2 separate regions of the Capsicum annuum genome follow, and region 2 is linked to region 1. Evidence: chromatin contacts called from public Hi-C data. All regions are on one chromosome and are shown on one strand. Each heading gives the region's core, a stretch centred on a gene start, on an enhancer-like site or on the middle of the called end of the contact. The rest is flanking DNA. Distances are from core to core; before and after follow the strand shown. Region 1 holds the start of LOC107841108 (potassium channel AKT1). Region 2 has its middle 50 kb from the start of LOC107841110.

The links. Hi-C and Micro-C count contacts between places; a contact is called where the count stands out from the background.
Region 2: a contact with region 1 is called in a Hi-C map of leaf, with 4 times the contacts expected there. The contact joins the enhancer-like site here to the promoter of LOC107841108 in region 1. A contact is called at or near these places in 5 of 5 Hi-C or Micro-C datasets (bud, leaf, pericarp and 1 more).

What each region holds. Positions count from the first base shown.
Region 1 is chr9:212,150,308-212,153,678 of UCD10Xv1.1, forward strand. It overlaps LOC107841108 (potassium channel AKT1), which reads right to left and starts at 1,629. Exons shown (of 11, transcript XM_047396517.1): 1 at 1,191-1,629. The coding sequence starts at 1,381.
Region 2 is chr9:212,206,635-212,210,005 of UCD10Xv1.1, forward strand. No RefSeq gene overlaps it. Among protein-coding and RNA genes, the nearest start is that of LOC107841110, 50 kb to the right of the region's middle. Within about 2 kb of position 1,822, at least 2 of the 5 cell types and tissues checked have an H3K27ac peak or open chromatin away from gene starts, as enhancers often do. A contact at or near this core is called in leaf and pericarp, where this site is marked.

The DNA.
Region 1 (3,371 bases), core at 379-2,878:
AACGTAGGCAATTCATTACTTCAAATTTCTTTGTTCCTAAGATTAGAACAACCATCCTAAATTGGTTAGAATCCACTATATCAACCATATATCTTCATATTTTAAGTAATATTCATCATAATCTTGCTCTTTTTAAAAAGATTTTCACAATCTTCAATATTGATAACAAAAGAAGATATGAACATCCATAGACATAGAAATAAAATAAAGTACAGAGATTTCTGCAGAAAAAACTTCCTCATTAAAGGCTTTATACGGCACGAATCAGAATTGGTCAGTCAAAAATTCTAAATATCAAATAATTAAATTAAAAATAATAATAGAAGAAAGAGAAGCTTCCTCCGTTCACGACTTTATGATACGAATTTAAATTAATCGAGTCAAAAAAAACTCTAAAAATGACTAAACTAAAAAGAATGGTGCACTAAGAATAAAAAAGTTTGCCTCTTAAAACCAGCACAAACTTGAATTAGTCGAGTTAAAAAGATCAAATAATTAAACCAAAAAGAATGATAGATGAAACAAAGAAGCTTCCTCCTTTACTGTCTTTATATAACATAAATTTAAATTAATCGAGTTGATGACTAAACTAAAAAGAAAGATAAAAAAGAGTAAGAAGTTTTCCCCTTAACGTCTTATACAACATGACTCTGAATTATCGAGTTAGAATGACAGAAGAAAGTACAAGAATAAAGAATCATGCCTCTTGACCTTCTTAAAACGCACGAATCAAAATTAATCAAACTAAAATAATAGAAGATAACTATGACCCCTTGACCTTGCATCATACGAATTAATCGAACCAGAATGATAGAAGAAAGAAGAAGAGAACTATCACCCCTTCTTACTCCATATGACTCTGAATTAGTCGAACCAGAATGACAGAAGAAAGAAGAAGAGCACTATCACCCTTGACCTTCTTATACCATATAAAATCTGAATTAGTCGAATTCAAACCAGAACGATAGAACAAAGAAGAAGAGAACCCTGACTCCTTGACCGTCTTACACCATACAAATCTGAATTAGCCGGACCAAAACGGTAGAAGAAAGAAGAAGAGAACTATGAACCTTAAACCCTCTTACACCACAGACGAATCTGAACTGGTCGAGCCAGTAAATCCCGAATACGAAAATAATCAAACAAACAAATCAAAAAAAAAAAAAAAAAGAAGAAGAAGAATAAATAACCTGTATTGACGATCATATGGTGATACAATAAATCTTTTCAACTTAACTCTTCTATTACTTCTAGCACCAAGTGATGGTAAAATCCCAGTAGAAAGACTATAATGACTACTTTCTCTTGATAATTGTTCAATTTCTTGTGCTGCACCACACATTGAAACTCCTAAAACACCAAGTCCTCTATTATCACCCATAGTTATAATTATTTTTTTTAAAAAAAAAAAAATTTGGTCTTCTTGTTTTATGAACTTTTGATCAATATATATACATATATAGAAAGAGATGGAGAATATCAAGAAAAAATAATCATAGGTGGTGTATAAAAAAGGTAAGTTATTTATAGAGGGAAAAGGGATCTTTTTTACTAGGAGACACCTACCGTATTATAATTCTCGTGAATCTTAACACATGTTGTTGGTGATTTTATGTATTTATTTTGACTGATGTGAAAGAGGAAAAAGAGGGGAACTTTTAAAGGTTTTTTTGGGTCCCCTAACTCCGCCCCCCCTCCCCCCGCCCACGTATCGTATCTAAGGCTGGACATAAAATATCAAAAATCATATTACTACATTGAATCAAAAAGTTTAATAATTGGTATTTGATAATTCAGTATTTGATATGGTATTTGGGAGTAAAATTTTAATATTTTGATATTCGGGATTGGATTTGGTAAATGATATTAATACCATTTAGTATTCGGCATTTACCGAATATCAAATATATATATATATATATATATATAATACAATATGTCTAACCTACTCAATAGACAATAATATTAGCCAATTTCGAAGAATCTCTTAGATCTTGGTAATATATTCGTCAAAAGCAACAAAAGGAATACTAAATAGGGTTTCTATTAAACATACTGATACCTTATAACCCCAAGAAGACACAAAACAGCCCCCAAAAATGTCACAAAACACACCACAAACCGAGAGCCCAAGGAACCAAGTCTCGGCCAAGAATGACAACACAAGAATGAAAAGAAAATTTGAGAATGCTTCAACAATGGAGAGATAATAACGTGTATAACCACACCAAAACAGCAACAACACTACATTAATGTGATGGACAATAAGCTTACAATAACACCAACCAACTATTACAAGAAGACAAGACACAACTACTATAAAATGAAAACAAAAGTAAAGGGATAGATAGTTAGACAAAGGTGGTGTAAATCCTAGTAACCAAAGAGTACATAAAACTCTAAGACCCCTAACACCTCCACACACGATCACCTAAATCTTACGATGACACAAGAGAGGATTCCACCACTCAATCGCCAAGGTTTCTCAAAAACAAACAATAACAAGAGATTCGGCCCTTGAATTGCTATCCTAGTTACAAGTTTCGGTTTGCCTCTAGTAGAGAAAGGACTTTGGTATTTCAAATTTCAAGATTTACAATAATAATCAACTAAGTCATAAAAATCCCTAATACTAAACTATATATAGTCTCCTTATTACATAAAAGATGAAATGACCAAAAGACCCTTGATGAAAAAGAGGCGTCTCTCTAGTGTAATAAATAAGCAAATAGGGCGGCTTTGGTGTGTCTTTGATCCTTCTCACATCTCAACATTGAACTTCCTAGGATGATACTTTGCTGCACTTGTACACACATTGATCTTCATAGTCGCACTTGTATCATCCTCTCTATCTTGAGAGGAATTTGCCCTCAAACTCAAGCAATCATCACTGGCAAGCTCTTCTCTTTTCATCATCTCTTCATTGCTCTTCCTAAGGTTAGGATGTTCAACCAAGCGTCCCATGATATCATCAAGCATGCTCCTTGGATTTATATGTTCTACAACCTGCACATAAGAAGATTTGATACTAGGCAAAGTGCTAGTATCTCGGTTAGTAATCAACAAAGAGTCCTTGTGGGCAAATCCCACAATCCTAACTCTCGACTTCTCTCCTTCTTCATCCTTCTCACTCTCGGCTTCTTCTTCTATACCCTCACTAAGTATGACTTTCATTGCCATATACATAGGCACTACAATCTCACCTTCACACGGGCAAAAATCTTTCTCATCCCCCTCCTTTGGCTCTTCGGGTTCTACCTTCTCTCCATCTTGAGATTGATCATCAATCTCCTTCGGTTCAAGTCCCACCTCTTCCCCAATAAAGTATAATTTTCCCTTCCTTAGGATCACATTTATTCTATTTGAACACT
Region 2 (3,371 bases), core at 572-3,071, 57 kb after region 1:
TGTATATTATCTAGAACATGGCGTTAGATAGAGGGATGTGGAGGTCATGAGTTATGACAGAATATTAGTAGATATTTCTGTGTTATCTCGCTTTCGTGCGAGTTAGGTTCGATGATAGTTTGGTACACTAAACTTGTTTCTCCTTCCTTATCGGTCAGTAGCAGTAACATTATTCTAGTAGTTCCTTGTTCTTTGACCTCATGTTACTAGCCATTATTTATGTACTTCGATCATCTCGTTATTTGGTGGTTGTTGTCACTACTCTTTCTCTCTGAATGTTATGTAATGCTTTTCTTGTGATTTACTATGTTCTATTTGGTGCTGCATTTTTCTCTTTTTTTCTAGCTTTAATATGCATTACCTGAACGGAACGGAAAGTCTTTCAAAAACAATTGCTCTACCTCTATAAATCCCTTAGCTACTAATCAATGTGTTTAGGGAACAATTTGTCTTTAAATTCATGAGCACTATCAATTAATTACACTTACTTTTCCTAGAAAAGTTGGACAATTTTAATCACCACCAATCACTTCCCAAAAAGTATAATCATTCTTCACTTTTTTTTTTTTTCTATAATTTCTTTTTTTCTTAAAAAAAAAACAAACAACAAGATCCATCTCCTATATATTCCTTTTCCCAAGGCTAATGAAGCACCTACAAACTCAAAAGTGGTAAACATTCTTAAATAGAGGCAGTGTGGTTGACATGTGCATTTCAAAAATTCTACTTTTTGTATTATTACTTTTTATTAATATTAGCTTTATTTAAAGATTTTCGTACACAATTTAAAAAGATGTTTAAGAATTTTAATTATAAAAATATTGTAGGGCTATCCTTTTCTCTCTTTTTAAATGTCTCACTTCACAAATAGCATACTATTATAAAGTGATTATTATAGTTATAGGTGGAAAGTTGTTATAAATAGATAAAATATAGCATAAAAAGTCGATTGCGAGAAAAAAATCAACTTTTATAATAAGATGCTATTATATAAAAATTATTATAGAGATGTCTAACGTAGATGGTAAGTATAGGACTCACCAAACCACTCATGGTGCTATATTAACTAGTACTAATTTATGTTTACTTTCACATATTGTAACACCTATTGTAAAAAAAGTTATGATTATGGTATTAACAGTCAAAGAAACCAACTCACAAAAGTAGTCCGTTTCACAAAATATATCGTATTTATGTAGGATTCAAAGAAAAATTACATTTTAAAGAGTTGTAACATAGGTAGTCTAACTAACCTAACGTAAATGCTCATAGCTGATTTCATGACTTAAGTCCATAGCCTATAGATCATAGGAAAATAACTTTATTATTACTCGAAACCGAAGCACAATATTTTGAAAAGGGGGAAAGGGCAATACTAGTTGAATGATGTGATTTCTATGAATAGATTGTGGTCAAATTAGAATTTCTTCCAAGAATCAATGAAGGATGTTGTTTAGACATTTAGGGTCCACATTGATTCTTTAAGAAGTGGCCCAAAGTCCCAAACAACTTGATATATCTAGATAACATTGATATCCCCAAGAGGGGATTTGGGATAATTACGGGTCTAAATCATTCGATTATTTGAATTGTATATATATTTTTAAGAACTGTTGTATATTTTGACAGAACCTTTCAATCATATCAATTTGATCAGGACAGTTGATTGTTATGCCTCTTTGGTTCTTTATGTGAATTGGTGGCTAAGTTCGAACCTCGTGGAAACATTCTTTCGTGAGTTTGTGTACTAGAGTTAACGGTGCTCTCGTTACGTTTGAAACCTACATCGACCTCTGCTTGATGCGGATAAGTTTTTACCCACTCTCAAGATAGTTAGGCCCAGGCCTACCCAATTTGCAGAAGTCAGTGACAAACTAGATTATGGCCCATTACAATGGGACAATCAATTTTGAGTTTTTAATGCAAAACTTTCCTAGAAACTAGAATAATCAGACAAGAATTTAAGTTATACACATTATTTAAAATGTAAAATTTGTAATCTGACAATAAGATAAATCGATAACTACAATAACAGATAAAAATGGCTTACACTATAGGATTTTTTATACTGATGATTTAGGGGTGACAAAAATAACCCATGAAATCAAGCCTCATTCAATCAATTTAGGTTTGAGCTAGTTAATACTTGATTATTTTATTAATTCAAATCATTTTTAAATCGGGTTTGTATGCGACTCAGATTGCACCATGAAAATTTTGTCCAAATATTTAAAAAAAAGATATTGTTGCTATTCTATTTATAAAGCACAGATAAGCAATATATTTCAAGTTTGACTTTTAAAGAATACGTACTGAAATTTTTTGAAATGTTATATATAGTCATAATATAAGAAAAAACCTCATTCGGTGCTCAACAAATTACAAAACCATAAAGAAAGAATTTAAAATTTAGTATGAATTGAACGAGTTGGATTATAATTCGATGTTTAGATTGTTTCAACTCAAGCTGTTTAGATCCAAGTATTTTGGCTGACTCGTTAACATAGCATATTTTAACATGCCCAAATTCAGTCTAATTCAACCATTTAACATCTCTATTGACTATATATATAACTTAAACTCAACAAATTAACCAAATTTTCCACAAGTAAAAGGTTAATGATGAATTCTAATTAAACTTGGACCACCATAGCTTGGACCATTTTCATTAATACTTGGACCACAAGATTGATGACAATTTTGTACTTCAGTTACTGGGCCTAATTATCTTCATGGTCCAGTTAAATTTTGAATTTGTCATTGATTTTTGTGATTTGGATAACTATTAACTAGGGTTTATTGACTTTTACTTTTCCACTAGTCTAGAATGCTAAAATATCTAGCACATTTTTTTATTAGTAGACATTTCGCCATAGAAATCATTTTTTTTTTACTTTATTAAAATTTGTGAAGTTGAATTGAAGATATCGATATTTGAGCGTACCTTTTACAAAGGAGAGAAAATTAGAGGCGGATCTAGGATTTCGAGGTTGTGGGTGTCATGTCACTTTTAATGTTAAAGCTACTACTCAAAAAGGATAATTTTTATGGGTGTTCCACTAGAATTTGGCTTGTTAGTAAGAAATTTTTGAAGGAAAATTTCATTGAAACATTAACGAAGAACCTAATTTTTACGAATTCAGTTGGAAATCAGTTAATTTTTTCTTTACGTTTTGCTATTTACATTGCCCCAAATAAAACAAATATTTTGTCGATTTTATAGACTTTGGGTTTCGATTTGATTATTTATCTTTTCAGTTTGTATAGACAAATAAATCAAATAATAAAAATGTGATTATTATTATAAATACTATCGAAAACAACCTTTCTACTTCTCCGGAGGTAGTATATGGATTGCATACATTTTATCC